2 separate regions of the Drosophila melanogaster genome follow, and region 2 is linked to region 1. The links are chromatin contacts, called in public Hi-C maps. All regions are on one chromosome and are shown on one strand. The core of a region is the stretch at or near the end of the contact, and the rest is flanking DNA. Distances in the headings are between cores, read along the strand shown.

Region 1 (6,403 bases), core at 3,534-6,033:
CCACTTCTCCGCGTAAAACCACCTACCTCCTCCCGCTCTTACGCCTCCAGCATTACCTTGTGCACGGCGGCGCTCAGGCCCGGATTGGGGGAGCCCACACTCGCCGGCGGACTGCTGCTGGGCGCCGGACTCGCCGCCGCCGACGGAGGACCGCCATTGGAGGCTGTCACTGTGACGTCGGCGGACAATGTGGGATACCTTTGAACGGCATTGGCGGCGGCCACCAGAGCGTGCAGCTTGCTGGGCGGCGGCGTGGGCGATTTCTTGGACAAATTGAGAGGCTGCGCCGAGTCAGCAATGTCCACCTGCAGTTCCAGCAGGGGCGTGGCGCTGTTCGATCCCGAACTGGAGCTCGCCGGTGCACTGGTGCCGTTGCTGGTGGAGTGCGGCGACTGGAAATACTGGCAGCTGCTGGCCGAGCTGGAGCTGCAGTTGGAGGATGTGGAGGAGGATGACGAACTGGAGCTGGAGCTAGAGCTCGAACTGGAGCTGGAACCGTTGCTGTGCGGCGACACGGACTGCTGGCGCTGCTGGCAGGTGGTGGTGATCACCGAGCTGCTGCCCCAACGCTGCTGATTCTGGACCGCCGATGGCGGCGGTGTGGAGCTGCTGCTGGGACTGCGGTTGCCCACGCCATTGGTGGTGCTGCTGGCTGCTGTGCTGTTCTCGCGCTTCAAGTAGTTTTGGATAATATCGCTGCGCTTCATCTGCTCGGGCGTCATGCGCGGCTCGGCCATGAGAGACTTGGCCAGCACCGAGTGCGAGCTGGCCATCGAGGCCTTGGGGCTGCTGCGGGTCAGGTGCATGTGCAGCTGGCTCTGGGCGGGATTACCTGCGGCGGCGCTGGCCGCCGATGGCGGGGGCGTGGCCACACTGTTCGGGACTGGACTCTGTCGCGGACTGCCGGCACTCAGGCTGTTCGAGCCGGAAGTGGAACTGCTGGCATCCGCCTCGGCGGTCTCGAACTCGCGATGCCGCAGGGCCCGGAATTTCTTGTGCGGCTTGTAGGCCTCGTCCATCAGCGAGTTGGTATCGTACAGAGGGGGAGCCTGCAGCACGCGCTTCAGCACGGGCATATCCTCCACAATCTGTCGCTTCAGATGGCTGCTGGTGGAGGGCTGGGGCGAGCGAACTGGTGACACGGACACCACACTCAGCTGCGGATGCTGCACCACCTGATTGTGATTGGCGGCGGCATCGCTGCAGTCCAGCGCATCATCCACACTGGAACGCGGACTGGAGCACGAGGAACTTCCCCCCGAACTCACCGCCTTGCACTCGTTCTTCTCGTTGCCCGACTCAATGCCCGAATCCGTGGGCGAATCTAGCTTTCTGTAGCGGGCAGCTCCGGCTGTCAAGTGGTGGTGCAGTTGTGGGTGCTGCTGCTGTTGCTGGCACATCGCGTGTCCCCCATTCAAGTTGCGGGAATGCGCATTATTGAGTATTCCTGTAAGAAAGAAAAATAATTTCAAATTATGAGAGGAATAATAAGAGTGTATGCTTCTAATTAAATACTGTGAAATCGTATCTCTACAACCGATTATAAAACTTTTCAATTATGACGTGCGTAGAATACTACAATATAACTATTTTTCAATAAAAGATTACTCACCGATCTGCTGCTGCTGTTGTTGCTGCTGCTGGTGTCGCACAATCGGCGTGATTGTCAGCCCGTTCTGGGTGAGATGTGCGTGCGAGCCAACGATATCCATCTCAGCTGCTCCGGAGTCACCGCTGGAGCCGGAATTGGCCCGGTTGCGCAGGGGACATCCTCCGGAGAGGGTGGCCGCCAGCAGAGGAGCCGAGCTGGCCAGAGCCGAGGGCTGTTGCTGAGGCGGCGAGGGCAGAGACACGCCCTGTGGCTGCGAACTGCTCGGACTGCCGTAGTCCAGGTCGGCGGACTCAGTGCTCGATACCGAGCCAAGCGGACTCTTGGCCGCCTCCACGTCCATGGCATCCGCCCAGCTGCCCGAGGGCGACTTGTTCTGCTGGCCATCGCTGTTGTTGCCGTCCTCCATGGACCACATCTGCTGGCGCAGCAGCTCCTTGTGCTCGGTGCGGAAAACTACCAGTTTCTCGGTGTGCAGGGTGCTCAGGGTGCGCAGATCGGGCATCGTCTCCAGCAACTTGGCCAGGAACTCGGGCTGATCGGGCCTATTCTGGGCGACAATGTACTGCAGGCAGCCCTTGAGTCGCGAGTACATCTTCTCGATCAGCTCCAGGTTGCGCAAACCGGGGCGATCCGGCGTAATCAGAACGATGGCGCAGAACAGGCCTATCTCGGCATCTGTCAGGTTCATCGAGTTCATGCGCTCCGCGAAATTGAAGGTGGAGTCCACCAGGAAGCGGGCATTGGCTCCGTTCTGGATCGCATCCCGTCGCATCACCTGGCCATTTAGACAGATGATTGAGTTTATCGACGAGTCAAACATGCAGATCAGGCGCACAAACAGGGCGTCGAAGAGTCCCGCCTTCAGGAGCGTGAACTTATCGTCCTGGGTGAGCAGCTGGAAGCCGGGAATCATGCCGGCAAAGTCGATCACGCCGCGAATTACGTGGGCGAAACGCTGCGAGAACTCCTGCTCCGATTGCAGTTCAGGGGCGGGGTTCAGCGGACAGGCCTGAAGAAATAGGAAAAAAAAGGTGGTAATGTGTTAAAGAGATGTGCCAAGATAGTAGAGTGCTTAAAACTAATACCTGACCGGTGATAAATTGATTTAAAGTATCAAAAACAACTGCAGTAACTGTCGTATAAGTTGTTTATAGTTCGAACTGACTGTTCAACTTTTCCTATAACTGTTGCTTGGCCGTGTACTTTTCCCCGCACCCCATCACGTCATCGCTTATTTCACACGCGAAGGTCAGCGAACCTCCCCTCCCGCCCACTCATTTAAATCAATAATAATAACTATTTGTACTTCCGCACGCCCACCACGCCAGCTATCTGCCGTCTCTCTCTCTCACTCTGCGAATGTCGCATTTCCTTAAACGCCGCTGGAAGCTTTCGACACAATGTGCGCAAAAAGAAAATAGAAAATAGAGGGAAAGCTTCGCCTACGTCAGCTGGCCGGGTTAGTTTTTGTGGTTTTAGTTTCTAGGGGCTGCTCTCTCGCTTTTCCCCACCCCACCCCACTCCATCCGTAGGCTACATCCCCCATAGTCGAGAGCTTTTGCCGCTGACATTAGCAGCCAAGGTCGACGAACTAGAGTTCAAGGTTCCGGATTGTGTGCTGTTACTCTATGGTTGTTATTCTTTTTCCTGCTTTCGACGCGTGTTTTTTGTATTTCGCCAGCGGAATGAGGTGGAAAAAAAGGGGCGGGGTGTGGGAATTGCTCAGCGTCTAAGCCGAGCGAATGTGCATGTTATTTCGCCATTTGGCTTTCCGGGTTTTGAGTTACACGAACATGCGCCAAGTGCCCCAGACAGCGAACGTGCCACCCCACGCCCAACCACCCCCTCCCCGTGCCATCTATCATCATCATCTGCCCACCATTGTTTTCAGCGACTTGGATTTTAATTTACGTTTGATTTCTTTCATGTGTGCTTCTCGCTTTTTACTTGCTACGTTCTGTTTCAATAAGCACACGTTGTGCTGTCTGCCGCCGAATCTCTTTTCTGATTCGATTTTCGTTTGATTAACCTTGAAAATGTGTTTTCTTCGCGCAGAAACATAAAAAAAAGAATGCCATAGAAACGCGCTCGCACGAAAGAGAGAGGGAAAATAGCAGCCGGCAACCGGCAAACTGATTTTCGCCACATTTTCTTTTTGCCGGCGCTTTGACGTCGTCGTATCATTTGATTTTCCGCCACGAAAATATTTCTCATCTGCGCAAAAGCGGAAATAGTTTGCGAAAAATACTAATGAGTGTGTTGTGTGGGGGGGCTATTTATGACTCGACTCCCGCTACCCGAATTGCCTTTCCTGACATATCACAAGATCCCATAACATCCCATCCGATTCGATTCGACCTTCAATTGGCGTTAGTGTGGCCTTGAGTTTTTGCCAAAAATAATTCGCAGAACTCATGTACCGGCTGATATGGACAGCCACAGATTGAATAATCTTTAGGGCTAATCGTTTCGCTAGAGGAATTTCTATTTCGGTTCCGAATTCCGAATTTCACCGAGATCGTAGCGCCTTAGCCTCACCTTGCACCGCCGGCGAATCTTCCGCCTTCCGTCATAAACTGAATTGCTGACATTTTGCATATTACGACGCTGTCTAAATGAACCACCTGACAATTTTACAGATTGCTCTCACTGTATCTGTATCTGTGCATACATGTACATAGATATGTATATATGTGTATTGCAGTTTTGTGACGCCGTTTGTCTGGCATTCGCTTCCTCATACTCATGACATTTTATGCATATTTTTTGTGCCATTATTGTTTACTCATATATAGTGGAAAATATGAACTGCAAACAGAGAAAGAGAGGGAAGCGGATCCGCTCATTTCGCTCACTCCAAGGTTAAAAAATAACTTGCTCCAAGGTCGCTGTTCTATACTACACATAGTACTTCTTAAACTTGTCGATCGCATTTGATTTCCTTTCTTTCCTCCCCAAACACCAAATCAAATTTTAACTTTTTTAGCCTTGCACTTGACTCTGACTTTGTGCCAATGTTTTTCCCATTTTTCGTTGTGCTCGTGTCGCTTTTAAATATTTTAATAATAATTTATTTAAATGGACAACGCATGTGTCTGGCCAGCTCGCTTGGTCTCTCTCTAATCCTGTGCTATCCCTCTCTTTCCCACCGTGATAGCAGCCGATGCTTGTGTGTGTGTGCTTTCATTAATAATGACGCTACGCTTGACCTTGAGCTTTAGAACTTTGTTTGCGTACTTTGTTGTTGCCGAGAGCCGGGACACGTTTTTTTTTTGTTATATAGCACTTTTCTTTATCGCTTTTGGTTATGGTATGTGAAATGATTTTTTTGGGCTATTATTTACAGCGCCGAATCTGTACTTCCTCTATTCTCCACCACGATCTATTTGGCCACAAAAAAAAAAAAACCAAGTGACGTCGATTGTAAAATAAACACTTTATGGAATTTACAAAGTAATCACAGAAATAAACGATAGCTAGCATTCATAGCATTCATCATTTAGCTGTCAGGGGAAACGTCATAAATCTGACATTGACAAGCTTTTCGTCAAGAACTTGACCCCAAACTTGCCACTTCAATGGCCACGTTTGGAGGCCCCGCAAGAATCGCCGAAGAGCGAAGACTCTGAAAAGAGTGGCTCGTAGACGCGTCTACGTGTGGCGCTCGATTTCCTGGTTTAGAATCGTGCAAACAGGTTCACCTTGGCGCATGACTAACGCCGGCAGTAGGCAGTAACCAGTAAGCCAAGTTGCCAGTTGCCAGTTGCTAGTGAGCAAAAGGCAAAAAGCAGTTACTAGCTAGTTGATATTGTTTTGCTGATCTATGCATGTCAACAGAAGTCGGCGGCCCGGAAATGTGACTTCGCCTACGCCGTAACCTTTGGCGGTCAATTAATAACGTACTGATTGTCTACATAGGGCAGCTGCTAGACATTTTCATAATTTTATGGCCAATGGTTATTTATGATTGTCTCTGTAAATGGAGTTGTAAAATCTCCACAATATATGCTTGTTTGTTCTACTTGACCGGATGGTAATAAATTAAAAAAAAAAACCATAATATTGTAATGATTTGCTGCTCACGCTAAAAATCTGACAATATCCTATTATAGTTTCTTACATTTTCTATCTATATTTCCCACTTTGGGAACTTAGGGTGAGACTTACCAGAAGTGTGGGCATGGAGTAGGAGGGGCAATCCCGCGCCCGCTGCCGCATCGCCGAGACCTTCTCCTTGGTGAACTCACAGGTCTCGAGGTGGGCGCGCAGCACGGCGGCGAGGAGGCGTGGCTGGTCATCCAGCTCGGTGGCGAGGGCTCGCTGCTGGCCGCGATTCTGGGTGCTCTGTTGCATGGCCGCCAGGATACGCGCCTTTTCGCGCTTCGGCACGCGTCCAAAACGCACAGCTGCAATTGGAAAAAGGACACATTCGGTTAGTTTTCGGCCTTGTAAGCGGTGCTTAAACCTAAACTTGAGCATAAAATTATGGGCCCCATCAATTACACACTTCACTGCATTGCGTAGCAGGTGCAACGTACAGCTGTTGTCCTGTTGTCACGCAGGAAGTGCCCCGTCTTCCCCTGCCATATTTACAGCCCTTCGAAGTGGGTCAATGCCTCAGCTGCCTCTGCGTTTCTGTGTTTCTTCAGTCTGTCAGTCTTCGGTGTTCAGTCTTCTCTCCCCTGTTACACTTTCTCTTTTTTTAGATTTTTAATTTCTGCCTTTGGCTGCAACCGAAAAATTTGTATGTGGGTGAACTTTCACATTTCACCAACGAGAGAAGAAAAAAAA
Region 2 (6,252 bases), core at 2,893-5,392, 1.1 Mb after region 1:
ACAACTGCAACAAACAGCACAAAATTCTAAATAAATGCCTCGCCCACCCGAAAATAATATTGTACGGAGAAAAAAATATAAAAAACGGTCGAAGGCAGACCACTTAAAAATCAACAAAAAGAAATATGTATGCGTAGCACGGACCCGAACCTCGCCGCACAGCTTTTTATGCTGCTGCACCTGATATATATAACAAAAGTACATGCATATATGTATATGAAGCTGGTGCTTGTGTGGGTGGAAAAGTGAAAGAGTTCCCCTTTATATAAGCCGCGGTCCCAGCCAAAATTGCTTTTATGAATGAATCCCAGGCTGGCCAGCGAAAAGAGAAGGCTAAGTGGCAACTTTGCACGCAACTATTGGCTCAACAACCCACGACAACATATTTGCATGGAAAACGAACCAGACCTCCATTAGTAGTTAAAGTCCATTTTCAGTCCATTCCATTCCATTTCATTCATTCATTCATGCATTCAATTAGGTTTACGTTTTTTTCTACACCCAATTTGCTGCAATTGAAGAGGGGATTACTACGAAGAGCCGGCGAAAGAGTGAGATAGGTTTCAAGTACGGAGAGAAAAAACGTGGGATATCTATGTTATAAGATGTGCTCTAGTCAAAAGTTTAGGGTAATATGTTATACATGTAATACTAATAATATTAATACTAATAACAATAATATGTGCATAGTACATAAATAATCTTAAAATTAGATAGAGAACACTCATTTTTGTTTTATTAACACACTGTTGAAAACTCTAATATTTACATATTTTTAAAAAGATTGCGTTCGTAAATATAACATCGATTTATTTTTCTAGTGTCTTTTCTAGTAACGAATGTGCGACATCATTTTTGCCTCTAGCTTTTTTCGCAGCCATTGTTGCCACTTCCGCATTGCAAGCAACAGGAGAAAGAATGCTGTCGACATAAAAGACTGAGCTTAGTCACCGCATCAGTTGCTCACTTAATCAGTTGGCCACTCATTCAATACGGGCTCACTGACTGAGTGGGTAGTTAAATAAGCTAGTTAGACGTCCGTTCTACGTTCTATGGCAGTACGAGTAAAATATGTGCCGAGGGGGTAACTATGGTTAGTGACGACTGAACCGACTGAACATCGAATTCACTTAAATTGAATGGAATTTTAAATGGCTAAAGAACTATATATTTTACGATTATTGCATTTATATGGCTGTATGTATGTTGTCTTCTCCTGTGTCTTAAGTTCTTCGTATTATTGGAAACCCAGAAAAATGTTCTACCTTATAGATTCGGAGTAGCTACCTTGACTAGCTATTAATAACCTCTAACTCTCCCCAATACCCATTTGCCACACGTGTAATTAATTATTTAAGCTTCTCTATTTGGTTGATGAGTTATTTAGCAATTAAACAGGCCTGATAGCTAAACTGTTTGCCCAAGAACTCGACTTGTGCTCAAGTACTCCCCAGATGCACATATATTCTGCTCATATAATTTCCATGTCCAGACGAACAAATTTAACGCTTAGTCAACAATTGAGCTAAACTGGTAAGCCTCACCTTGTGTTCCATAAATTTCTAGGGGACACCTATCTAATGACCCTCTAATGGGCGCAGGATTGGGGGAAGGGGTTCTTGTGGGTGCCGGGGGATTACCTTTGGCATCCGTGCTCGGGTCGCTGGCAAAATGTCAAATTGCGTAAGCCAATCAATCAAAATGTAAATAAGCAAAAACCTAATTTTGGTCTAGGCACGCCCGAAATTTTGCCAGCCCCATAAAATCCTCCTTCACGACCAGAGCTTCATCCCTTGGGGAGCTGTGAGCTATAAATAGCAGGAAGCCACAGCTTTGGTAGCAATACATTGCCCCAGGACCCATTTCGGGTCCTGAATCAACACTTGAAACATCTGGATTTTCAAAATGGAACTTTAAATTCAATTTGGAGAAATATGCTACGGGTGAAACTTTGTAGATTCGTCTAGATTCTTAACAAACTCAATTCCACTAAGCTTATATCGAATATTTTATGCGCGTTGTCTTATTTGAAATTATTATTTTAAAGTAGATTCAATATTAAAACATGTGGTTAACGGTAAATTACTAAATAGAGTATGAACATTTTCCTGAGTGCACACGCAGATCCTTTTTTTCTGGCTTCTGACTTCTGTGGATGCCGCATTATTAATTAATTATATGGCGCTGTATTTGCTTGAAAATGGCAACTGACAATGTTCGCAGTGGTGGCGAAATTTGGCAACGTTGCCTGGGGAAAATACGCAATGGAAAGCCGAACCAATTCGGGATAATTGAAGTTAGCCAACCCTCTGCAAGTGTGGGTGAGTCCTGCGAGTGCGCTTGTATTGGTTTCGGATTTTTGAAGCGAAGCCTCGCACAAATGGGTCAAGTTTAATGTGCAGCATCCTGTTGCTGCCGCTGGCTGCTTCCGAGGCTTTCCGCAATTGCAGGGGATTAAGTTCAGTATCCCGTTCTGCCAGAAGGATGCAACAAGTAGCAACGTAGATAGATATGTCAACTTCTTTAGCTTTTCCCAAGCATTTAGAGGTGTAACCATGGATATAGTGTGTGGCGATGTCTATCATATTAATACAGTATTTTTCTGATATTGATTTTGTGCCCATGTTTGTAAAAATATACAAAAAAAGTCAAATCGCACTTTAGTCCAAGACTGTGACCCCAATTCTAAAAAAAAAACACACACATCCGCTGGGATGGCCAATGGATGGCCCAACTGAACCGACCAATAACAAAAGACAGCCACGACGACACTAGCATTTGCACGGTAGCAAATATCCTACTACAAACAACGTGCGTTGAATTTCATTTGGAGTTGAAATGCTGAAAGCGCTGAAGCGCAAAAGGCACATAAGAAATGAAAATGGAATGACGGGGGAGGTGTCCCAGGGATTTTATAAATATTGCATATGCACCAGATGAATAAAAACACAGTGAAGGTCGGCTAAGAACTACACTTTGTCAAGAAAAAACGGAAACTATAACACTATACTGGTTTTATGTGTAAGTTTTATGCGGAATTAAAACATGGAGATGAAAAGCGATTGTCCTTGAGAGGATTAAATCTTTACACTCTTTTACAGTTACACAGAAGATTCTTTGCTTTGTTTTGGATTTCAATCTCGCAAATTGATAAAAAGACAATAAAAGTCCTCGACCAAGCGTCTTCTTCCAGTTCGAAGAATTTATTGCCTTTTCTAACAAGTAAAAGTCGAATAAGGAAAACCAGAAGGAAACACTTGTCGACTGGAAAAGATTAAAGATTTCTGCTGCATCTAACGGCAGAGAAGGAAAAACCCACCGACCCGCCGACTAATGCAATTGAGAAAACAGATACGACAGATGATGCAAAACAACGACCTACTGACGAATAAGCAATACTCTATCTGAATTTTTCTAACACAATTGAAACCATTTAGGTGAGAAGAATATATTTTATGTATATAATTAGAAATGTCTAATTTTAAAATATTTATGTATTTTACTTTTAAAGCTTTAGAGAATTCAAGCGTATGCTTCCTTCTAAAAGCATTTTTATGACTCTTTATTAAGAAAGTCAGGAGGTCGGTATCCGTCCCTCTCTTTCTGCAGCCCATTCTTCTTGTTGATTCTTCTCCACCCTTTTCAATTCTTCGACTGCCGTTTGTGGCTCGTTCTCTTCTCGTTTTGGAATCTGTTGCTAATTTGCACTTTGATGAAATGCGTTCAGGCTGTTGGTTCTTCGTTCGATTCTTCTCGTGGTTCCTCTCTGTGGAATCTACAGTGTAGATTTATGCATGCAAGCGCATCGACTACAACTTTTAGCTCCATTTCATTTTGATGCCCTCTTCTCTTTTTATAGCTTTTCTTTTTGCGCGACAGACTGAAGTTGTTGTTACTTTTTGTTGCCGTTTGCTAATTCCAAGAATATAACAATTTACGCGTCGTCCCCCGCCAAGAAAAAATGAAAAAGAATTGAATGAAGGGAAGCCCGACTCCTGCCTTCTTTCTGCTTCTTTCACATTCTTCCATTCGCAATGCGCCGTTGATTTCTGTTCCCCATTCCATGTGCGCTCGTGTGAGTGTTTATGCTATATGCGCCCTGGAAACTTCCGTTGAACGTTGAGGTATGCAAGCCGGCGAAGGAGAGTGGGCGGAGAAGGGGAGAGGAACGTGGAGAGTGAGTGTCGTGGAGTGGAGAAAGAGAGGCAACACGCCCGCACAAATTTGACCGGAAGTCTTTGTTATTGCCTGTACTTTGTTGTTGCTTTTGTTGCCCCACGACTGAGAGCGATGGAATGTTGCAAATACTGTCGTACCTCTTTTACCTCGAACGGAAACCAAAATTCCTGAATACATTGCTATGACGAATGTCATATGTACATAATTTTATCATTATCACAATCGGAATATAAAATAAGCAAGGGTAGGGAACTGTTGTTATATGTTTCTAAATCTGAAAGTAACAACAAATGGAAGAATTAAAGAAGCTTCACTGTAGTTAGGTTGCAAATATTTGCACAGCCTCCGGAAAAGAGTTCTTCGCGGTGGGTCTCGCCATTAGCCGCTAGTTAAGTTATCCATTTTCAACGCCTGCTTAATTACAATTACAGCCCACACAAGCTTTGACCCAAATCTACACTAGCCGCAAAGACAACATTCAAAATGTTTTCGCCGTAGGCTGGAAGTCAAAAGAGATCGACCGACCAGCTTCCCTTCCCCCTTTCCATTCTAGAGAGTGTCCAACGCCCTGTTTGTCAAATGCTGTTGCTGTCTCTTTTCCTTCAAGCGTGCTCCCAATCGCCCCTTCTCGCTCATTCCCCTGGCCCCACATACCGTCCCTCTGTCGGACTGCCGCAATACTGTGATTACTTTATAAGATGCTGACGCCAACTCCAATTGGAAAGATGTCCGACTGTCTTTCGGCTCACTTTGCATGTGGGCATGCGACAAAAACAACAGAAACCGCAAAAAACAACAAGCCAACAAAGTACGTTCGATGGGCACAGTGGGGCAAGGTGATTAGTTCTTGATTATTGAAAACATACTTGCTTTTACCGGTCCAGATGGGCTTTAATTAAAAGGATCCCCGAAAACATTAGTTAAAAAAATAAATAGGTGTTTTGAAAAACGGTCATTTGATAGGCATAGTAAAGATAGATAACAAGAAATACTAGTATATTTTCAAGAAGTCCCTTGTTAACGGAAAAACTTTCTAAATGGGTTGCGTTCAGTTTAGCAATAGTACTTTAAAATACTCCTAATCAACCAAGATGTAAAATGCATTTGAAAATTGCCTAACTAGTCGATAATAATTGCAGTGCTTTACACTTGTTTGTTGCGAAATATATTCGTGTGCCATATGTTCTCCGTGACCCATTCTAGCCCACTGTATCCGCCGACAAATTTGGCCCAACGGCTTTTTGGCACGTAGGTGGGCAACCGGGCCAACTGTCTCAGCCTCTCAGTTATTTTACTGTCTTTTTTTGTAGCTGCTTGTTGTGGTTGAGCTTTTTTTTCGGTGAAGGCAGACCAGTTGGCAGAGTTGCCTCAATGGAAGAGCAGCGGCTGGGAGGATGGAGTGCCGAGGAGGGACGAGAAAACTCGAAGGGGGAGGGGGAGGTGGATTGAGGGAGCCACCGCCTTTGTGATGAGTTATCATGAAATCGTAATGAGAGACGGTCCGTTCGGTTGGCCTTGGGATTTTGCCACGTGTTACTTTGGTTTTACAGTCAGACATCGATAAGCTCAACTATTCTGATTACGTCTACATTAAAATGGAAATAGAAAAAAAGGACTACAATGATAACCAAGTTGTTTTTCAGAAACTATGATAAGGGTATTTCATTAAGTTTATTTCACTGGAGTTTCCTTGCATTTCGTGTATTCGCACTGGTGAGGAGAAAATGCAGTGCAGTGGAAAACATTTTAAGAAATTTAACCAGGGCCCAAAAACAATATCAAAAGCCGACCCGTCGCAGGCCAAATAGTAATAAACCAAACACAAAAAGCGGCAACAACGAAATTCGTTAAAAACAGCAAATGAGGCGAACAACACTCCCAATCGGAGAGTAAGGAGAAAAGCCAGTTGGGAAAAGCCAGTGGAAATGCAGCCGGGCGGCCCGACGCAAAGTGGTTTTTTATGGCGCATGCGCAGCAGCTCGGGTTCAATCTCTATAAAAGGGTCGGCTGCCAACAGAGTGCGGCTCTGTATCCGTCTGGCCATAAAAACACACGAAACAAGGCAGAAGGCAG

Evidence for each region. A called contact is a pair of places that touch in the nucleus more often than the background predicts.
Region 2: a Hi-C map of the Kc167 cell line shows a contact between it and region 1, with 4 times the contacts expected there. A contact is called at or near these places in 2 of 107 Hi-C or Micro-C datasets (the Kc167 cell line and the S2 cell line).

The regions. Positions count from the first base shown.
Region 1 is chr3L:17,953,603-17,960,005 of dm6, forward strand. Eip75B (Ecdysone-induced protein 75B) reads right to left here. Exons shown (of 8, transcript NM_001259893.2): 6 at 5,780-6,018; 7 at 1,613-2,621; 8 at 1-1,447. The coding sequence ends at 39. Among named protein-coding and RNA genes, the nearest start is that of lncRNA:CR45393, 9.1 kb to the left of the region's middle.
Region 2 is chr3L:19,075,194-19,081,445 of dm6, forward strand. The region is part of intron 1 of Mkp3 (Mitogen-activated protein kinase phosphatase 3); the gene reads right to left. Among named protein-coding and RNA genes, the nearest start is that of Mkp3, 8.1 kb to the right of the region's middle.